2 separate regions of the Sus scrofa genome follow, and region 1 is linked to region 2. The links are chromatin contacts, called in public HiChIP or PLAC-seq maps. All regions are on one chromosome and are shown on one strand. Each heading gives the region's core, a stretch centred on a gene start, on an enhancer-like site or on the middle of the called end of the contact. The rest is flanking DNA. Distances are from core to core; before and after follow the strand shown.

Region 1 (4,175 bases), core at 52-2,551, 300 kb after region 2:
TCTTTAGGGAAGCTTCTTGGACCGAGCCCCCACCAATCTGGGTCAAGTATCTTTGTTATTAGCTTATATATAACCGTACCTTTTCCTTCCTTGGAATTTCTTCAGATATAATAATATATTCTCATTCATTTAATTGACTGAGCTCTGTTTTCCCACCTCCCTGTACCCTACTAATACACAGTAAGCTCTATACAAACATGAATAAATAAGCAAATCTCTAGCTACATGAGTTATAGGTAGCCTTATCTGGATCATGTGGAAACAAGTGTGATGGTGTTGATAACAAGCTTGTGGAATTCTGGGTTTTCACTGCTGTGAATTGTTCCCTTCTGTGTTTCAGAAATAACATCAGTCCATAGGCAAATGATCCTACCAGTACAGTAAGATAAAGGAGGGAAAAAACTCCTGGCACAAGATGCTCAATGAAAGATAGAATATTTTTGAGGTATTTTAGTGACATGGAAAGAATTTACAAAGTGACATTTGTGAGTTCAAATGCCTGGTCTGCCTCTTAGAGCTTTAGCCAAGATGGACAACCCCTAGCCTCAGTTTCATTATCTGTAAAATAACAACATTTATTTTAAGTTTAGTTTAATTTAGTTGTAATGACTAGAAATTATATAGCCAGAGAGCCTGCATCATAATAAATCAGTAAATATTTGCTGAATAAGGAAATAACTGAATGAATAAATAAATAAAATAAGCACCCAGTGGAATTCCTAGCAAATTGCAAGTGCACCATGAATCATAACCATAAAAATACAATCACGACAGAAAAAAATGCTTTCCTATTAAAAAAAGGAAGAGTGAGCTGAGGAGGGAGAGAAGATTGAAAGTAAGTGGGGAGCAGTGCTGGACAATAACCCAGAGCACATTTTGTTTCAGGGCATGTTCCCTTGCAGCCTGACTCTATTAGCTGCCTAAGGATGGAAAGACATGTACAGCCATATGCCTACCATACAATGTTACCTGATCTCCCCAGGCAGCTAGAGATAGAAATGAGTGGAGAAATAGGGTCTCACAAAGGAAACTAAAAGGATGAACCAGAGATAGAGGAGCAGAACCAGCAGAGGGGTATATCAAAGAGGCCAATGAGGAGACAGCAATCAATGGCATCAGACATCAAAGAGTCAATTCACATAGAATTGACAGTGTGACGTCTATATTTAATGATAACAATAAGAAGGCCATTGATGACTTACCAAAGATGATTTTCAGCAAAGCGATGGGGAAGAATGCAGGTCCCCTTGAGTAGGGCAATGAGGACGTGATAATGAGTATAGACAGTGAGCTTATAGTAATCTTTCAAGAAATTTATCTAGAATGAGCAGAAGAAAGATTGAGCAGGATAGTTTGAGGGGGATGCAGGGTTAAGAGAAAGGTTTTCTGTTTGTTTTATTTTGCTTTTAAGTGTAAGAGTCTTAGCATATTTGTAACCTGAGACCATGAGAGGAAAGGGGGATGCCCACTGTACAGAAGAGGGGATAATTAATGCAGTTGAAGTTGGAAGAGGTTTCAGGGTACTAGCCCAGTCCTCATTAGCCTACTGGTTCACTGCTTAGCAAACTCCCCCCAAATCAATTAAAAATGCCTGCTTGTATTCCTCTTCCATTCATCTATGTGGCCCTGGACCTCTCACTTGCTCTTGCCTTGCATTTGCATTCTTGACCTCCTGTTACATCCCACTGACCTTTTGCTTCACCTCTTTTTTTTTTTTTTTTTTTTTTTTTTGCTTGCATTCACCCTTAAGATCTGATGACTGATTTAACTTCTCTGGCATCTGGCCACTGCTCTCCTTGGCCACACGCTTGCCCTCACCCTCAGCTGTTGCAATTTGGCCACTGTGAGTAACTGCCCTGCCAACTCCCCCTCCCGGACTTGTCCACGTGGAGGTGAAGCGCTTCCTAGAAGAGACCACAGCAAGAGGATGGAATCTGGGGCAGAGGGGAAAGGTTAGCTTCTGAGGCTGGAGTGGAGGTGAGGGAGGGAGCCCGTGGGGAGGGTGGTTTAACTTTTCCTTTAATATGATTCCCTACTCTTTTTTTTTTTTTTTTACCATGACTGTATATTAAAAACACGATTTTTGTTTTTTAAGATGAAAAGTTATAAATGAGGGGAAGGAAGTTTGCTCCTTCATTTAGGCAACACGTGTCCTAGTGAGCCCCCACTAGATCATGTGCCAGGTGCTGGGGACACTGGTGAACAGGGTCCATCCTTGATCTCATGGAGTTTTCTAGCCAGTGAGACAGATACACAGACATTCAGCAAATAACCAGATCCCTATGTAAATCAGCACAAAAGTTGGGACTCTGGGAAAGTTTGACTCTGAAAGCATTAGAGTCACTGAAAGGTAAAAAGCAAGGTCATTTGCTCACAGACAAGATGGAATTAAGCAGAAGCTTTGAAAGAAATGATAAAAATTAGGAAGAGGAGTGGTAGGGAAAGGGGGAACAGACGGACCAGGAATATGTAAACAAAAGCAGAGCTATGCATACTTTCTGCTTGAACGTCTCCAAATCCCGGTCCCAGAATTTGATTTTCAGCTGTCCATGTGTGCCACATATTTGCTTTTAAAAAACAAATCCCTTTTCTCTTGGAATCTGTTAGTCACCTCTCTCTTTTTAACAAATAGCCAACAAACAAACATCTCCTTTTGCAGAATATCTTTAATTCACAGTAAGTGTACCAGTAATAGCTCATCCATGTCTTCAGGACTGTTAAGTGACAAGATAGATTGTTAGATAAAAAGCAACGCAACTGTATCCTTTATTTGGTTCTTAATTCGGGTTTAAAACAATACCCATAAGTGTCACCCGTAATTCCTCACCTCTTGAGTCTTGGAGGGCGGCTCAGCCTTCTTCCCCTGGGCTTTAGCAAACTTGGAAAATCATTTTCCCAGGGAATAGACATCAAAGTTCTGGTTGAGCTTCAAAGAATATCACTAATAAATTGACTCCAGTTGTATCTAGCCTGCTGAAGTAATATCACCTTAAATAATTATACATTATAAGTGTGTTAACACTTTTTTCTTTATCCTAAATGTACATTCCTTAATATCTCTCATTATTTTATGAGAATGTATTTGCAGAATATTGGAAAAATAATTGAAAATAAGAAAGGCATCTCTACAATTTTCTCTAGAATGAAGGAGTGCTTTATTTAATTTATCCAGAGCTTTTATCTACTGTGTAGTGAATTTCTAAATGTATTTAAAGTTTGCTATTGAGTAGTGTACTAAAGTCAGAGTGTTTTCAAATATTAAAAAATAACAAAAAAAAAGTTGTGGCAAAGGAAAGTATTTTATTGATATTTTACAGATACTGGGTTCATTTGTTTTCTGTATCTTGCCTATGTCCCTCCATCCATCTCATTTGTTTTTATCTGTCTGGGGTAGCTTCATTTGCTATGAGCTGTGGAGAGGGAGACAAAGAGAAAGAAAGACATACTGCTGAGTTTTTAATAACATCTGTATACATTGCACATAATAGGCAAACAATAAATATTTACCGAATTGAGTTAAATTGAACCAGGATCTGGAATTCCTGTCATAGTTTAGCAGTTAACGAACACGACTAGCATCCATGAGGATGCAGGTTCAATCCCTGGCCTTGCTCAGTGGGTTAAGGATCCGGTGTTGCCTCGAGCTGTGGTGTAGGTCGCAGATGTGGCTCGAATCTGGCGTTGCTGTGGCTGTGGCTGTGGTGTAGGCCAGCGGCTACAGCTCTGACCTGATCCCTAGCTTGGGAACCTCCATATGCTGTGGGTACAGCCCTAAAAAGTTAGATCAATAAATAAATAAATAAATAAATAAATAAAACGAACCAGGATCAAGGACAGGTGGCTGATGGTTGAAATTCATGCTGTTAAGGGATCAAGTTGAATCAATTGTACTGATTGATTCAGTGGCGGCGGGGGGGGGGGTCAAGGGGAAAGGAAGGAGGCAAAATAGAGAACAAAGCAAGAAAACAGAAGCAAAATGGAAAATGATTACAACGATGACAATTGCTGTATGTCTCTACAATGTATATACTGTTACATGCACATATATATTTTTTAGGGTTGGCATCCTCAGCTGTCCGGCAGACCCCCTCCCTGTGTTTGGGGAATTCCTCACCACTTGAGTCTTGGTGGGTGGCTCAGACACTGCTCATTATCACAACAGACTATGTCAGGAA
Region 2 (4,227 bases), core at 128-2,627:
TTGGGAAGTCTAATACCTTGCCCCCTTTTTGCTCTTGCCCCACCTAATATAAGAACAAAACTGGATCTAAACTGATCTTCAGGTTCTATAATGGCAGGCAGACTTAGTACAAACGGCATTATTTCACAGGATGGGGCTTTGGAGGAGGGAGAAGGAAGCTGTTATTATAAAATTGAAGTCCATGTTTAAAAGCAAAGTTATACTTTTCATTCCCTCCCCTCCCCTAGTCTTTGGAGCAATGTATCTTACACTTCAGGGCTAAAATGGACCTTCCTCTCCTGAAATCTTGGCTATAAACCCTGGCTGTACAGCTTTTTTTCTTTCTTTCTTTCTTTTTTTTTTTTTTTTTTTGGCCATGGCTGTGGCACATGAAAGTTCTTCCCTGGCCAGAGACCGAATCGGAGCCACAGCAGTGACCCGAGCCGCTGCAGGGACAATGCTGGATCTTTAACCCACTGTACTACAAGAGAAGTCCTGTAGCTGTGTTTTTGTTTTCCAGGAAGACGCTTAAGTTTGGATTGACCAGCCTAGGCTAGGCAACCTTTACTGTTGAAGGAAGATCCTGATGGAAGGATCAAAGCTTTGATTGTGCTGTGGTGTCTGATCCATGACCCCCTCCCCCTTCCCCTCACTTTTTCCTCTTTTTCCCTTTCCACTTTTGCCAAACTCTTCAAACACCTTCTCCCGCTGCCAAGTGGGATCTAGAACTCCAACTGGACATCCTTCTACCTTACAGTGCCCTCCGTGGAGTCCCGCTCAGCCTCAGATGGAATAGTCTGGAGCTAGAGGTCTCTCTAAGCAGTCAGGCTGCCGTGAGCACGATGTTTTGGTGTGTTTGCACCAGCTTCCTGTTGCAGAGTTTAGGAAGTGGATCTGGTAACTGCCTGAACAAAAACACTTCCCCTTATTCTCTGTGTCAAAGAGAAGCTCCCTGAAATGGATGCCACCTTTTAGGACCAAAGACACAGTGCTGTGCTTTAAGGGGGTTGCAACGAATAGGGAAAGAACCTTGGCTTCACCACCTGGACCTGGCTACACAACTTCGCTTAGCCTGTTTCCTCTTACGTCAGATGGCGAGATGCTGTCTCCCTTGCACAGTGCTTATGAGAAGGCAATGAGATAGCTGAAATGAAGTAGCCATTTCTCTTAGGCAGAATGTGTTCTGTTTTGTGTACATATGGTGGACTATGTCTCCTTAAAGTTTGTTTTTTCAGTTGCAGTCAGGTGACTCATATTTCTAGTAAAGCCCCTGTGCTCTGGGTAGTGGTTTATATCCACGTCCCCCAGCTCCTGGAGGGAAGCAAGGCTTGCTGCGCTCATCGCGGGGCTGGAGTCGAGAGCCGTGGAGGGGGGCGCCTGAGAGCTCCAGCTGGAGCTGGACTGTCTGGGTTCCAGTGCTTCTCTTTAGTCATGAGCTGTGTGACTTCGGACAAAATTACTCAGCCTTCTGAGCTTCAACTTCCTCATCTGTAGAAGAGGGATAATAGTGTATCCCATCGTGTGGACAAAAAGCACAGGAAAAAACCAATAGGCAGGCTCAGAGAGGTTGTAAGAATGAAAAGAGAAAATCTCCAAATATATGTGAAAGGCTCAGGATATTCCCTGGCTCTGGGTTTGCTCTGACTGTTCACAGTCCCCACTGGCCTTCATGAGGAGGGCTTCTCAGATGCAAGCTTGCAGACAACAGGCAGTGGAGCCCTCCCCTCCCTCTGAAGGGACCCCAAATAGTTGTGCAAACTGCACAGGCTGATAAGAGATACAGAGGATTGAGTAGAATTCTGGTTCCTGTTTCTGGGGCTGCATTCTCGGGAGATGGGACAGCATCTGGGAACATGCACACAGGGTCAAGCTCAGTATGTGAGCTTTAGAGCACTTCTCACCAACATTCTTTGTACCATAGCAAGGCTGTCACCTGCAAATGATCACTGCCTGCCCTCAGACTGGGCATTTGGGTCCTGCTGAAAGCCTGTGTTGGTTCCCCGAGGCTCAGGCTGGGCTTCTGTGGCCTCCTCTGCCTGAGATGGTCTTTTTCTCCCATTTTTTTTCCCCACCTCCCCACCCTCAGCTTCTCCCCACCCCCACCTTCTCCCCACCCCCACCTTCTCCCCACCCCCACCTTCTCCCCACCCCCACACTCCTCCTTCAGTTGGAGAATTCCAACCTTCAGGTCTCAGGCTGGATGGAACTTTTCCAGAAAGCCTTTGCTGGCCTCCGATGAGCCTCCATAGGACCCTCTTAATTCCCTCTGGTCGAGTAGCCCAGGGCTCCTGGCCATATCCGTTTTGGCGGTCAGTTCTCTATGGGGACAGGGCTATATGTGCAACTCATTAGGACATAGCTGTAGCTCCTGGCCTCTGGCAGAATCGATTCTAAAAATATGTTTAACAAATGATACATAGAACACTAGAAAGTGATACAGGACACAGCCGTTTCCAAGAGATGTTACCCGTGCACTCTGTAGGGTCATGGTGCCCGCAAGAGGGAGGGTGGAAGTGGGGAGGGTGGAAAGATACATGAGAACATGGCTTTATTGGGAACACCTCCGTGCATTTACAATTACAGGAGTAAACAAAGAGGCAGGCTCATGATGCCCGATTTAGAAAACAGTCCTATTATACACAGTGTTAAGCCCAAACCTGGCGTTCAGTTTAGGGTAGGATTTGGGCTAAAAACTGAATGAAGATTCAGTACGGAAAAACCACACATTAAGGACTGATTTAATAGTGTACATTTTTCCTCAAAGCTCTCTTATAATAGCTGTTTCTCGCCCATTAATTGATGGTCTAGTGTCTAAAGGAAACCATCCAGGGAGGGCTATCCCATCATATTTTTAGAAGTACTAAAGTGAACTCCAACTGCTCCTTGAGAGTCATGGCAACATCTGGGACATTTTGTATCCTCGCCGGGCATATGATATATTACTGCCTGCCAGTCCAGTGTCTTTTAAGGAATTCGGCAGGTCAGGCACCAGACCTTGACAGGAGATTTGTTCTAAACTGGCCATCAGCCGGGCTGAAACAATGTTAAAAAATATTTCTAGGTTTGCTAAGAGTGTTGTTCAGAGCATCTAAAACGCTGCTTTAGATGGAAAGAGCAAAGTGGCAACCATGACTGACCAGAGGGAACTGTAGAGCAGAGAGCCTTAGAGTTCGGATGTAGCTCGGAAAACCAAGGCTCAGAGTGGTGACTGTTAGCTTGGACCCACACAGCTCAGTCTTTTTCCTTCACATCACAGCTGTCTCGTTTGGGTGGGAAAGGAAAGGTGGCACGTGCATTGTTAGAAATCTGCACAGTGGCTGGTCCAGTGCTTAGCACTCTCTAAGGTTCCCTATGGCCTTCAAAACTATATAAAAAATTGCTACCAGAATTTTCCAGTATGGAGTGCTGAGTGGGATTTACAAACTGAAGGCACCTGTGTAATCACCACCCTGATCCAGAAACAAAACCTTATCAGCATACTGGAAGCATTCCAGCATGCATCCTATCCTCACTTCTGATAATGTAGATTAGCTTCTCTCTCTCTCTCTTTTTTTTTTTTAATTTAGGTATCAATGGAATAAAATAGTATATATCATTGGTGTCTGGCTTCTTCTGGGGAATATTCTGATGTTGATTTAGATCCAGAAGAAGTAGGATTCCAAGCTGGGGGACCCTCAGTGGAGGGAAAAAAGTCTTTTGCATATTGCAGTTTCATATTCATGATGGAAGCTGGTATCAATATAGCAGTTGATTAGAAAGAGTGTGTGGGTGTAACTGAGTTGTGACTTGTCCTTATTGCCAAGATTTTTGTATCTTAAATGATTCATTTTACACTAAATTATAATTTTTAGTTAAGCCAGTTGATTCAATTACTACAAAATTGAGGAAGGAAAGTGAAAAATAAAAAACCCTCTTTCTTTCGTGTGCTTCTCCTAAATTTATCATTTTAAAACACATGTTGGTTTTATGATATTCTCAGAGAATGATGAATTTTCTAAGTAAGTATTTCAAATAATAGAAACTTTTTTTTTTTTTTTTTTTTTTTTATGGCTGCACCTGCACCTTATGGAAGTTCCTGGACTGGGGGTCAAATCAGAGCTGCAGCTGCAGGCCTATGCTACAGCCACTGGCAACCCTAGATCCAAGCTGCATCTGTGACCTATGCTGCAGCTTGTGGCAACACCTGATCCTTAACCCACTGAGCGAAGTCAGGGATCCAACCTGCATCCTCACAGATGCTATGTCAGG

The links. HiChIP or PLAC-seq counts read pairs in DNA pulled down with a chosen protein or histone mark.
Region 1: a contact with region 2 is called in an H3K27ac HiChIP or PLAC-seq map of skeletal muscle. The contact joins two enhancer-like sites. A contact is called at or near these places in 1 of 47 Hi-C or Micro-C datasets (liver) and 1 of 2 datasets of contacts at active chromatin or transcription factors (skeletal muscle).

What each region holds. Positions count from the first base shown.
Region 1 is chr5:77,504,945-77,509,119 of Sscrofa11.1, forward strand. LOC110260771 (a long non-coding RNA gene) reads right to left here. Exons shown (of 3, transcript XR_002344178.1): 3 at 3,281-3,410. Among named protein-coding and RNA genes, the nearest start is that of SLC38A4, 17 kb to the left of the region's middle. Within about 2 kb of position 1,302, at least 4 of the 83 cell types and tissues checked have an H3K27ac peak or open chromatin away from gene starts, as enhancers often do. A contact at or near this core is called in liver and skeletal muscle, where this site is marked.
Region 2 is chr5:77,202,939-77,207,165 of Sscrofa11.1, forward strand. All of the region lies in intron 1 of LOC106510390 (a long non-coding RNA gene), which reads left to right. All of the region lies in intron 1 of LOC102160630 (a long non-coding RNA gene), which reads right to left. Among named protein-coding and RNA genes, the nearest start is that of SLC38A2, 79 kb to the left of the region's middle. Within about 2 kb of position 1,378, at least 31 of the 83 cell types and tissues checked have an H3K27ac peak or open chromatin away from gene starts, as enhancers often do. A contact at or near this core is called in liver and skeletal muscle, where this site is marked.